Regions from separate parts of the Sus scrofa genome. Here region 2 is linked to region 1. The links are chromatin contacts, called in public Hi-C maps. All regions are on one chromosome and are shown on one strand. The core of a region is the stretch at or near the end of the contact, and the rest is flanking DNA. Distances in the headings are between cores, read along the strand shown. Region 1 overlaps CDK6 (a long non-coding RNA gene). Region 2 overlaps LOC102161391 (a long non-coding RNA gene).

Region 1 (6,890 bases), core at 2,404-4,903:
ACACATACATGTCGTTAAAAATGGGACATTTTTATTCAGAGAATTGAGACTTTTTGGGGGGGGGATGGAGAGTGCGTGCCTGTGTGTGTGTGCATCTGTAAGGGAAGGAAGGTGGCGAAGGGAGGAGAGTCCGAGTGGGTGGCGAGAGGGGAAGGGCAGGAGAAGAAAAAGGTGGGAGGAGAGCCAGGTGGAAGGGTGGCGACTCACTCAGGACCCAGTGGGGGCAGCGTGATGAGGCGGGTGACCCTGTTCCTTAATGGCAGCCCCAAGAATGGAAAGGTAAGGGGGTCGGGAGGAGGCGAGGTGGGCCCGGCTGCGAGGGGCGAGGGCAGCAGAGTGCAGAGCAGGCTCGCAGGGCAGAGGGCTGAAGTTGGGGAGAGGGGCTGGGAGCGGGGAGGTGGGCGTGCTCCGGGGTTGGGGGGTGTCCTGGAGAAGGTGTGCGTCGGGTCCCCACGGCCTCCTCTCAACCTCGGGGATCCCTAGCCCGAGTCTGCCCTTGGACGCCCCAGCTGATATGGGGACCAGCGCAGGTCAGCTTGTGCTTAATGGTTCCTAAGTCCAGGTGGGGGTCCTGGAGAACAGAGGACCGCTGTCACCTGAGCGCTGGAGGCTTCTATTCCTCTTCCCATCTCCCCTGAGACCCCGCTGCCCCCCACCCTGGCTCCCGAAGACGCTGGTTCCCACCTTCATGCTGAGTAATCGAGACTTATTTTGTGCTTTAACTATGTAACTGTAAATGATAGTGTAATGATTAATGAGGTCATTTAAAATGTATTTTTGCCCATCCTGAGGTTTGCAGTGTGTGTGTGAGAAATGAGTGGTAGTGTCATTAAGTATTACATAGTCTCAAAAGAGATTTTTAAAAAAATCTGTTATTGCTCATTGCTCGTTACTAAATGAAATTCAGCTGAGATTATGATCAGAAGTGGACTTACTATGCCTAATGGGTGCTAAGTCCCTCACTTGCAGGCACACGCGTGCATGAGTGCGTACACACACACCTCTCCCCCCAAAGCCATGGGAAAGGCCCCAGCAATATGTACAAATGGTCTTTTTTTTTTTTTTAAATAGCAGAAGTGAGCTGTTTTAAATGCAGTTGACTAACCCTCTACTCCTACACCCCATCACAGTTTTCCTGGAGTGGCCCTCACTTGGGGTGCTCTTAACCCTCCAGTTTCATACAGGCAGTCTTCTCCCACCATGTCACTCTGGTAGCTGTCTGAAGCCCTCATCTCACTCAGCATCTTCTGGTACACATCTACTTCTCTCTTGCTTTTTTTCCTTTTTTTTTAAATTTTTTTTATTTTGCCTTTTAGGGCCACATCTGCAACATACGAAAGTTGTCAGGCTAGGGGTCGAATCAGGGCTGCAGCCGCAGGCCTACACCACAACTACAGCAATGTGGGATTCGAACCATGTTTGCAACCTACACCACAGCTCACAGCAACACCAGATCCATAACCCCCTGAGCAAGGCCAGGGATCAAAAACAAATCCTCAAGGATACTAGTCAAGTTCGTTACCACTGCACCATGATGGGAACTCCTGGCCTAGAATTCTTTTTGTCCGTCTTCTTTTTTTTTTTTTTTTTTTTGTCTTTTTGCTATTTCTTGGGCCGCTCCTGCGGCATATGGAGGTTCCCAGGCTAGGGGACGAATCGGAGCTGTAGCCACCGGCCTACGCCAGAGCCACAGCAACGCAGGATCCGAGCCGCGTCTGCAACCTACACCACAGCTCACGGCAATGCCGGATCGTTAACCCACCGAGCAAGGGCAGGAACCGAACCCGCAACCTCATGGTTCCTAGTCGGATTCGTTAACCACTGCGCCACGACGGGAACTCCTCTTTTTGTCCGTCTTCTGCTTCATTTGACTCATTTCAAATTATTCCTCCTGTTTCTCCTTTCCTCACTGCTGTAGGTTGGTAGGTCCTCCTTTTGGTGCAGCTGGATCATTGCAGCCTTTTAACTGAGCTTCCTGCCTCAAGAATTACATCCAATTTCATCTTTTGAAGTTACCAGAATGTTCAGTCAAAAATGCAGATCTGACGTGCAAGCCCTATGTCAAACTCCTTAGTGCCTCCCATCCCTCTCAGGAGAAAGTCTGGCCTCCATTATATGGTGCTTAAGGTCCTTTGTGATCTGGTCCAAACAGTTTCATACTCCTCAGCCTTCCTGCTCCAGCCGCTCCCTCTGGCTGTCATATCCTTGCACCTCATCTCTGAAGCAGAGTAACAGTCCATATCCCTTTCCTGCCCTCTGCCCTACCTCGTGCCGTCGGTACACATGTAAAACATTTGCTGATAGCCAAAATGTATAGAACCAGCACCTGCAAAGTACTTTCAAGATTTTTACACCATGTAATTCTCCAGTTGTTCTGTGATATACATACTGTGAATTTCCCTTTTTGCAGATGAGGAAACAAAGGCATGGAGAGTCTAAGATATTTAGCCAAGTGATACAACTCACAAAAGAGGACCCGGGTTTTGAACCCAAGTGCTTAAATCATGTACCTCTACCTGGCACAGGAGCCTATGCAATTGGTAGTTACACATCTGCCTTTCCTGCTCAACGGTGAGCTTTGGAGAGCAGAAATGATATCTTTAGTCTTCGTATCCTTTTTATAGCTGGGATCCAGTGCTTGTCATATAGTAGGCACATTAGTGTGTGTGTGTGTGTGTGTGTGTGTGTGTGTGTATGAATGAATCATTGAAGTGACTTTCATATGTTTCATAAACTGCATGAGAAGTGATACTAAGAGTCCGGGGTAGTACAGATATATCTGTATTTCACTCACGAGTACTTTTCCATGAGGATCTAACAGAAGTAAAAGTGTTATTACTGCCTTTGAGGAGAATTTGGTTTAATTGAGAAACTTAAATAGGTGAAAGAACTTAAATATTGAGCTTTAAAAGCCATTCTTACTCCTGTGACCAGTGGACATTATTAATATTTGTAGGAAGCAACTTATCTTTTTAAAGGTTCGTCCTGTGCTAATAGCTAACAGCATCAGCAGTTTAATTATTGACTTATTCCAGATCTAGAGCAAACTTCCTAGTACTTTGAGAACTGCTGGCCAATTTAAATGTCAGCCTTGCTTTTTTGCAAGGGATCTTAAACAAGTGTAACCGTTCCATCTTCCAACAATAAGCTAGTTTTTTTTGTTAAAATGGAAGGGAGGCTTCCCAGCCCAGCTAAAGTTGGCAAGATTATTCATCTTCCATATATCAGATTTATACACTAGAAAGATTTCATTTACTATTTTAAATGCAAGAAATACTGTGGTTAAAATACAGGTATGGGCCTACTGTGGTTTCTGGAGCTGCCTTCATAGAGAATCATGGAAACATGGGCTCCAATGTTCTTTATAACAGTTCCATGCTTATTTCATAAACGAGAGCCCATATAGGAAAAAGCTTTTATCCCCCCTCCATGCAAAGGCTTATAACCGAATGAGAAAAAAAATTAATTAATTACATGAATATTAAGAGGTTACTTATCTATTATAACATTGGGCCACAAGTTGACTAATTAAAAGGAATGCAGGTTGGAAAGCTGCCACAAATCTGCTCCTTTCATTTCGAGGCCACAGGCTGAAGCCAGTGATTGTGCGTGACAGACTCTGGGAACAATGGTGCAGCGCTCAGACCGTCCAGATGAAGCATGGCCGTCTGAATTACACCAACGACGGGGTGGCCTACAGGCAAACAAAATGGTTAAACAATACATAATCAAGTTTTTATTTGGTATTTCCTGCGAGGCTCTACCAGTTGCCAGGGAGTGTACTGTATTTTTTCTTTGGCTGTATTAATTGTTGACCGTAGCTGGAAGAGCACCAAACAGGGACAGATAAGGGGGAAAATGGCATCTGGACATTAAAGCCACAAGTGTACTGGGGGGGAAAAAGCGCAAGAAAATTACAGCATATATCAGGAATTTTCCAACTAACGATGTGCGGATGTGGTAGCACGAAGGAAAAAGAGCCAAACTGAGCTTGCTTTGTTCACTAAGAGAGGCCCCCCTGTAGCATTCCTTTTAGCTGTGCATATTTTGGCTTCATTTGTACAGTTTTAACTTTATACTGTGTGTGGAGAAGCTCAGTTGTAACTAGTTGTTCCTAATAATTACATTGCGATAATTAAAGTTCATGGATAGCTGTAATGTTCTTAGTCATTTAGAAGCTGCTTCCAAAACCAAGTCTAAGCCGAAAACTTCTTTTAAGTGACATGTCATTACCATATAAAAGATGGCAACAATTATTTCTTTGATTTAACAACAATTTTTTATAGACAAGATTCGTTTACGGAGACAAAAGAGAAACGCTGTCTTGAAAACTTAGGATGAGAGTCAGGGGGCCAGCCAGGAGTGATGAGATCTTATAGCCTGCAGATAAAATATCCCTCAGCTGGTTCGTAGACCACGAAAATTTGTGGTAAGGACAATCCCTTTTGCGTCTTATAGAACCCATTTAAAATGCAAAAATCATATGTAAATGTTCACAAATCTATTGCAGAAACAAAGTATGGCAGTTTCATGCCCTCAGCTAGAAATCAAATATTACTGTTTGGACTGAGTAATAAAATGAAAAATCTGCAACTGGACACAGCTTCCTTCTTGAAAGATTGATCAGCCTTGGGGTCCCCAGTGACAATGATGATGATGATGATGATGATGATGGTAATGATGTATACAAAACTGTTAGAGCTGTGAAATACTTTGCCGGGGGCTTCTTTTGCCGTGGTGGTGATCTGTTTGCATATATGGCTGTCATGCCCAGTGGTCATACCTGCAGCCTCGGGGGTTACACTGCATTTGAATTCTAGCCTATTATGACATGTGGCTAACTATAGTTATTAACGTGTTCTGAACATCAGTTTCCTACCTAGAATGTGGGTTAAACTCGCAGTGCCCCCCTCACAAGTAATTCCAGGATTTAAATGACATAAAATTTGTAAAGTTTTTAGTGAAGTGCCAGACATGTAGAAAACCCACGATAAACTTTGGCTGTTATTGCATCTTCTCTGTTGTGACTCTCTGAGGTTTCTTTTAGTTTTGAAAATATTATTTCTAGTCAGTGTCTGCCCTAGACTCGAATGTATTTACTTAATCACCATGGACTTCTGCAACAGATAGCAAGGAACAGGTTGTTTGGTCTGTAATGAAAGCCAAGATAGTGGTTTTGATTACTGTTAAACCTTCTTGGACAAACTGAAATTTTAGTATCTGTTTTCAGAAGTATTTATTAAGACCAGTCATTAATTGAGAAAAAAAAAATGAACAGTATTCTCACATAGCATCATTCTTGGAGAGGTGGACTTCTAACCACAGGATGTGCATACTTTATGATGCTATAGACAGCTGCCTGGTAACGCAGAGGCCATGACTTCACCTCCAAATGCTAAGGGAAAGATCCTCTCATTATGGTCTCGTATTTGATGGAATGATTTTCATAAGACTTATTTTAATAACTTTTGTGCGTTTCAATTACATTTTCTGGTGTGTGCTGTTTTTCACTTCCATCTCCAGAAGTCTGAACCCTTAACCTTAAACATGTGTTAGGGATTCATAGACTCTGGATATTAGAATTGCACAATTCATTTCCATACCCCAGGAGTTCAGTGTGCTGTGCGTTCAATAAAGGGACAACATTATTAATGATGAGCCATGTATATGTACTAAACATTTTTAAATCCACAAAACTTCTCGTGGACCAAAGCATTTGTTAAAATAGACCTGAGTCCCTGACGTCGGACCACTTTTTCTCAAAATAAATCTTAGGTCCTGAAAACATTTTAAGGCCTGAAATAATATTACTATTGAAAAACTTCTCGAGTCATTTAGGAAAGACTGTACTAAAATACACACATATGTGGTAAGTTTTTTTCAATAGGATCTTTACGTCTTAAAAATTAGGTATAAAAGATTATTAATTCTCCTCAGCCGAAACAGTAGAAACTTCAATAATAATTTGAATATGGTCAGCTTTAACTTAAAACTGGAAAACTCCCTTCTCATTTCTACAATTGGCTTTTTCTCTTCAGCTGCTTTTTAAGTTGGGCTGTTAGCAATTTAGCCTGTCTTTAATTTTAAGCACCATTCTTCCAGTCCAGAGATCCCTATAGGAAGCCCCACTCTCATAGCCTCGCCTCTCATTGGCTAGCCAGGAAAAGAGCATTTCTGCATAAATTGGATGCTTCCTTCTCCCCGGGAGACCAAATATGCTCGTGTTTCACAATCCCCCAGTTTGTAAGCTTGAGTCCATTGCCTGAAGCTGGAAACTTTCACTTTGTGGAACACTTGCACACATGGAAATCCAGATCCGATACCCCTGACGCGCCCATGGGTCCCACAGCAGATTAAATACATGCTTCTTTATCCAGTGTTTCTGAGCTGCCCCGACTGAAATCAGAAACCGATGTGCGTGTGAGAGGTGTCCTTCAAAGAAAGGTATTTCCTTTGTGCAGCCCCCGTGCACGCAGACTCCAAGGGGTTAACCTGAGAGCTGCTTTGAAAACAGAGGCGAAGGTCACCGGCGGCAACAGCAAAGACTTTTAAAGCCTGCCGTCCTGAGCCTTTCACCCGGCCTTTCCCACCCAGGGGACTGTAAACATTGGCTCCCGGCCACCACATCCCACAGCACAAAACCTCTCTGTGCTTTCAGCATATACATTTATGCTTTTTTATGGAAGCCGAGGCACAGGCGGGTTCTTGCTGTGAGCACAGAGAGCATGTTTCTGTTCGGGGCCAGGACAGGAACCCTGTCCCGCTGGAATGTGGAAGCATGCAGATATGCTTATTTAGCAGGGCTTCACATGGAACTTCGCTGCTGCTCTCCGTCTGACTTTCTCAAGTCAAAAGAATGTGTAGAATGCTGTCACTTAATCAGAACCCAG
Region 2 (6,890 bases), core at 1,913-4,412, 210 kb before region 1:
AGAGAGAGAGATTTGGAATATATCTGATGCCTGTTCCACTTCAGTCCTTCATCATTCTTGTGAGCCAAAACATTCCTTCCTTTGCTGATGTTTGAACTGGGTTTCTGTCACTTACCACTGAAAGAGGACAAACTAATACATTTTAAGTTGGTCACAAATAAACTACCTCTGGTTCCATGGACAACAGGTCAAATAGATACTGGACCGTAAATCCATCCTGTATGTAATGAGCTTTATTTTCCACACTGGGAGTGTCTAGGTAGTTGTAATCAAGACAGTGTGGTATTGGTGAAAGAACAGACAAATAAATCAGTGGAACAGAATAGAGAGCCCAGAAATAGACCTTATGAAGATAGTAAACTGATCTGACAAAGGAGCAAAGGCAATAACAATAGAACAAAAATAGTCACAAATGATACTGGAACAACTGGACATCCACATACAAAATAAAACAAGAAGAAGAAAGAATCTAGGCAAGGACCTTGTACCCTTCACCAAAACTAACTCAAAGTGAATCATAGCATTAAATGTAAAACACAAAACTATAAGGCTCCTATAAGATAACAAGGGAGAAAACCCAGATGACCTTGGCTGGGTATGGCAATGACTTTTTATATACAACACCAAAGTAATGATCTACGAGAAGAGTAATGGATAAGTGGACTTTTGAAATTAAAAACGTTTCTGCTCTGCAAAAGACAATGTCAGGAGAATGATAAGACCAGCTACAGACTGTAAGAAAATATTTGCAAAAGACGTATCTGATAAAGGACTGTTATCCTGAATATATTAAGAACTTTTAAAATTCTCCAATAAGAAAACAACCAGATTATAAAATGGGCCAAAGGTCATGACAGATGCCTCACCAAGGAAAATATACCAATGAAAAATAGGTATATGAAGGAGTTCCCTGGTGGTTCAGTCGGTTATGGAGCTGAGGTTGTCACTGCTGTGCCTTTGCTTGCTGCTATGGTGTGGGTTAAATTCCTGAACCAGGAACTTCCACATGCCATGGGCATGGCCAAAAAAATAAACATATGAAAAAATGCTCCACAGTACATGTCATCAGGAAAATGCAGATTAAAACAACAATGAAATGCCACTGTGCTTCTATTTGAATAGCTAAAATACAGAACACTGACACCACCAAAGGCTGATGAGGGTGTGAAGCAACAGGAATGCTCATTCATTGCTGATGGGAATGCAAAATGGTTTAGCTGCTTTGAAAGACAGGCAGTTTCTTACTAAACTATTACAATTACCTACAGTTACAGCTAAACCTACAATTACCATGTAATCCAGCAGTCATACTCCTTGGTATTTACGCAGAGCAATTGAACACTTAATTTCACACAAAACCCTGCACACAAATTTTTATAGCAGCTTTACTCATAATTGCCAAAACGGAAGCTATCAAAAAGTCCTTCAGTAGGTGAATCAGTAGATAAAATGTGGTACATCTGGGAGTTTCCGTCGCGGCTCACCAGTTAACAAACCCAACTAGTATCCACAAGGACATGGGTTCTATCCCTGGCCTTGCTCAGTGGGTTAAGGGTTTGGCATTGCTGTGAGCTGTGGTATAGGTTGCACATGGGGCTTAGATCCCATGTTGCTATGACATAGGCCGGCAGCTACAGCTCTGATTCAGCCCCTAGCCTGGGAACTTCCATATGCCTCAGATGCAGCCCTAAAAAAAAAAACAACAACCAACCGTGGTACAATGGAATATTATTCAGTGCTAAAAAAGAAATAATTTATCAAGCCATAAAAAGTCATAGAGGAACTTAAATGCATATTACTAAGTAAAAGAAGTAAGTCTGATCTAGAGTGTGTACAGATTTCTTATAAATCAATAAGAAAAACTCAGTTTTTTTAAAGAAAGGGTAAAAAACGTGAATAGGATTCTTATAAAAGAGGCTATCCAAATGGCGAGTGAACATGAAAACATGTCAACATGATTAGTTATCAGTAAAATGCAAGTTGAAAACTTTACAGAATATCTTGACACACACCCCAGAGTGGCTAAAATTTAAAAAGTCAGCAATACAAGTGTTAGGATGTAGAGGGACAGAAACTCATAGAATGCTTGAGAGTATCAGTTAGTGAAACTACTTTGGAAATTTTGTTGCCAGTTAAATTAAGCCCATGCCTACCCCATGACTCAGCAATTAGTAGCTATCTATCTTTCCTAACTCTAAGATAAATAAATGTGAGGACCTTCTTATACCAAGATTCACTCTTACTATAAGCAGTCCAATCTTCCTGTAATAGCTAATATCTCAGGGGCCCTTACTGTGGACCAGCACCATGATGAGTGCTTGCATGCAGTAACATTTAAGTTTCCCGCTAACCTTAAGAGGTAAATATTATTAAACTACTTTACAGATGAGAAAATTGGTTGAGAAAACTTAATGAATTTTCCCAAGGTCATTGTATTAGTCAGTATCCTTTGTTACATTTAAAAGAAACCAAAAGTTTGGTTTAAGCAAAAAGCAATGTGCTGAAAAGTCATTGTAAAACTCCCAGAATTGCCAGCATGGCTCATTGAGGACTCTGCAGTCATGAGCAGTTCTCCAAATCAAGTTTATACCAAACACTGGTCAGGTTGACCCCTCTGACAGCTCTGGGACCCAGACACAGGCACCAGCAGAACTGCCACCACTTGGCTGGAGCTAGTGGGAACTGTCACCACTGTTGCACTGCAAGGGTGACCCTAGTTTCCCACTGCACCAATCACATTAAGAGTATACTGTGCATGCCCTGGGGCCAAAAAGGGGTGATTTGTGCTTACTCTGAAAATCACAAGTTCAGAGTGATGAGCATGGATTTGAACCCAGTCCCCTTGCCTCTAACATCTAGGAGCTCTACTACTCTTCTTGGTCACCTCCAGATCCATGCTGTTACTTCATCACTTTAAGAACAAGGTGAGGCCAGCAAGTATTAAAATGTCCAGCAACACTTCATGCCCCCATATCCTGTAGATCAGAATGCTTTAACCATTTGCTGCTTGACTAATTTAGAAAGACAGAATAAAACTACCCATATGCAAATTGGGCTTCTGAAATCACCAAGTGCTTTAACAAAGGCAAGTGGAGAGGACCTGGGATGACAGCTCATTGAGAGCCATCACTGTACCATGTGGGGCCATGTGGCTGCATGCTGACTCAAACTCGTGGTGGAGAAGGGGGGGGCGCTTCTGAATCACCAAGACCACATCCTGCTCCTCCCTCATTTTTTCCCCTGGAAGCTGCCCATCAATCTTGTTGCTGAGATCTCCACCCGAGCATGGGGCTCAGGTATTCACACCAAATGTCTGTGAATGTCTAAGAAGTCCCATTTTCCAGGAACATTTGGCCCTGTTGTTTCAGTGGCATCTAAGTGTGAAGTTGACTATGAGTAAGTGTGAAACTGATAGTCTGTGCCTGTAGACTCGGGGCTCAATTTGGGTCATTTATCTCACTGTGCTTTGGTGGGCACAAACTAACATCTAGCATCCCCTATACTTGACTTTAGCCATTTTTTTACTGAAAGAAAGTTCTAATCATAATGCCAGCTAGATAAAAACTTGGGAGAAATGTGTTCTTTTTTGAGAACTGTTATCACAGACACATATTCACTATAGCCAAAGACTAAGCAGGCATCTCATCCTGCTCTGATTCATCTTAGAAAAACATGTGGTAGGCAATTCAACATCCTCCCCCATTTACTTTCAAATAAAGAGTAAGAGGAAAGGTCAATTTTCTTTCCTTTATTTTCTTGTAAAGGCAATTTAGTAAAATTAGGATCTGTTGGGGCTTTTGTTTTGTTTTGTTTTGTTTTGTTTGGGGTTTTTTGGGTTTCCACTGAAGACAGAAGTGGGAGTTAGGATTACAAAGACTGAAAAGTCATCAGTATATAGAGGAATTTGAAATTTCAGATGAAGGAGTCAGAACTTTGTAGACAGAGTAATTCGTGAAAGTTTTTGAATTTTAATGTATTTTTTTTTTTTTTTGGTCTTTTTTTTTTTTTTTTTGCTATTTCTTTGGGCCGCTTTCGAGGCATATGGACGTTCCCAGGCTAGGGGTCGAATCGGAGCTGTAGCCACTGGCTTACGCCAGAGCCACAGCAACGCGGGATCTGAGCCGCGTCTGCAGCCTACACCACAGCTCACGGCAACGCCAGATCGCTAACCCACTGAGCAAGGGCAGGGACCGAACCCGCAGCCTCATGGTTCCTAGTCGGATTCGTTAACCACTGCGCCACGATGGGAACTCCTGAATTTTAATGTATTTTTTAGAGTCAGATACAATGAACCAAAAAAATGTAGAAGTCATATGTAAATTTAATTTACAAGATGATAGGGCAGAATTTGTGCAGCTACCACGTGACAGGATAAGCACTATGGTGGTTATCATCTCGCAGTTTATTAAATCAAATCAACATGTTATACACCTTAAACTTGCACAGCATTTTATGTCAGTTATACATCAACAAAACTGGAAAAAGAAAAAATGAAAAATAGAAGATTGCTAGTACTTCAGAATGTTCCCTAGTGAAACATTTTTTTTTAATTAACGAGGTTTTTTTTTTAAGATTTTTATTTTTTCTATTATAGTTGATTTACAGTATTCTGTCAATTTCTACTCTACAGCAAAGTGAAAATTACAAGGATAGAGACAAAACCCTTATATTCCATTTGACATGTCATTACCATTAAGGTCAAAAAGTCTAGTATCAGCAGCATCCCAGAAGTCTCCTGAATCCACCTCCCCAGTCACAATTCCTTTCCTCCTTCACCCAAGGTAATCACTACCCTAACATTTAGGAAAATCTTTTATTTCCTTACTTTTCCTTATGGTTTTACCCTATAAGTATGCATCCTTAAATAATGTAGTTTATTTTGTCTTTTTTGAACTTTGTTTAAATGGAATCATACTTTTTGTTTTCTTTGGGTTTTGCTTCTTTTGTCCAACAATATTTTTTGAGAGTCATCCATGTTGTAACTAATTTTCCTTCACTTTCTTTATTGTAAATGAATTATTTCTTCATGCTATCATTGTTACACATTGGGTCGTTTCCAGCTGGAGCTGTTAAAAACTATGCTGTGGCATAGTTGTGGGTGTGTATGTGAGTATCTGTGTCTCTGTGTCTGTGTATAATAGAACAGGAGAGAATTATGAAGATCTATCTAGCAGTAATGCACAATAGATAGTACAGTCAGGAAGGAAAGAATCAAAGGGCAGTTTAGTTGAGAAGCCCAATCAGATAAGATTTAATTTGAACTCGATGATGAACAAAAGAGTAAGAGAGCATAGACTCCTAGAAGTTCACCAGGCTAAAAGGTATACTCATTTAAAATTGTTACAGATAACTTTTAAATTTCCTTTTCGAAAGGCTTTATCATTGCATACTCTTACTAATGGATTTGTGTATGAGTGAGAATATCCATTCCTCTGTATTTTTGCCAACTTTTGATATTATCTATCTTTTAAAATTTTGCCAAAATTATCAGAAAAAAGCTATCATTTCAAGTTTTATTTTCTTAATTATTAATGAGTTTAAACATTTTCATACTTTCTTCATCGGACTATTGCATTTTGTGTATGAATTTCCCATTCATATCCTTTCCCGTTTTTTCTATCAGCTGTTTCTTGTCTTGTTGATTGGGGAAATTCAGTAAATTTTGAATATTAATCCTTTTATATTTGTAAATGTATTTCTGTCTGCCTTTTTCAGTGTCTTTTGCTGAACATAATTTTTTTATTTATATATATGATGGCTTCGAGGTGTCAACTTGGCTAGGTACAGTATCCACTTATTTAATCAAATACTAATCTTGGCTTTGCTGTAGAGGTATTTTAAGATGTAATTAAGGCCTCTAATCAGTTTGCTTTAAGTAAGGGAGATTATCCTGGATAATCTGGGAGAGGATGTTTCAATCAGTTGAAAAGACTTAAAAGCAGAACTAAGGCTTTTTCCAAGAGGAGAAAATATACCTCAAACCTACCTGTGACATTCCCTTTCTGAAGACTTGCCCTACTGATTTCAAACATGCTTAACCAGCGCCCTAAATTATACATATGTTTTTCCCCTATTTGTTCTGCTTCTCAGGTTGAACCCTGAATAATATAGTGTAATATTTTTACGTAGTCTACCAACTATTTACAGCATCCAGGTTTCATGTCTTACTGAGATAGGCTTAATACAAAAACATATGTAAATCAAGTTTGTGCAGCAACTTGCTAACTAAAGGTACCCATTGTCAATAAGTTGGAGGTATATTTATTAACATACTTTTTATGTAAAAAACTAACAGCTCTCAACACACGAATTAAACAAAAGATAAAAATTAGTGGTTATCACAGTAGATGCAGAAAAGGCACTTTACGAAGTTCAACATTCATTCATGATAAAATCAATAAAGTGTGTATAGAGAAAATACCCTTTAACGTAATAGTCCATTTCTGATGAACCCACAGCCAACATCATACTCAATGGTGAAAAGCTGAAAGCTTTATCTCTAAGATCAGGAAAGACAAAGATGTCCACTCTCCCCACTCTTAGTCAACATGCTATTGGAAGTCCTAGCCACAGCAATCAGACAATAAAAAGAAATAAAGGCATTCAAATTGAAAAAGTAAAACTGTCACTATTTGCAGATGGCACGATAACTATATACAGAAAATCCTAAAGACACTACCTAGAAATTATTGGCGCTAGTAAATGAATTCAAAAGAGATGAAGGATACAAAATTAATATTCAGAAATATGTTGTATTTCTGTACACTAATAATGAATTATCCAAAAGAGAAATCAATAAAACAATTCCATTTAAAATTGTATTTTAAAAATAATATACCTAGGAATAAATTTAATCAAGGATTGGATGAAAAATCTGTACTCTGAAAACT

What was found. Hi-C and Micro-C count contacts between places; a contact is called where the count stands out from the background.
Region 2: a contact with region 1 is called in a Hi-C map of embryonic fibroblasts, with 2.2 times the contacts expected there. The contact joins two enhancer-like sites. A contact is called at or near these places in 1 of 47 Hi-C or Micro-C datasets (embryonic fibroblasts) and 1 of 2 datasets of contacts at active chromatin or transcription factors (alveolar macrophages).

What each region holds. Positions count from the first base shown.
Region 1 is chr9:72,613,509-72,620,398 of Sscrofa11.1, reverse strand. The region is part of intron 4 of CDK6 (a long non-coding RNA gene); the gene reads left to right. Among named protein-coding and RNA genes, the nearest start is that of FAM133B, 110 kb to the right of the region's middle. Within about 2 kb of position 3,653, at least 31 of the 83 cell types and tissues checked have an H3K27ac peak or open chromatin away from gene starts, as enhancers often do. A contact at or near this core is called in embryonic fibroblasts, where this site is marked.
Region 2 is chr9:72,822,058-72,828,947 of Sscrofa11.1, reverse strand. The region is part of intron 2 of LOC102161391 (a long non-coding RNA gene); the gene reads left to right. Among named protein-coding and RNA genes, the nearest start is that of CDK6, 60 kb to the right of the region's middle. Within about 2 kb of position 3,162, at least 15 of the 83 cell types and tissues checked have an H3K27ac peak or open chromatin away from gene starts, as enhancers often do. A contact at or near this core is called in embryonic fibroblasts, where this site is marked.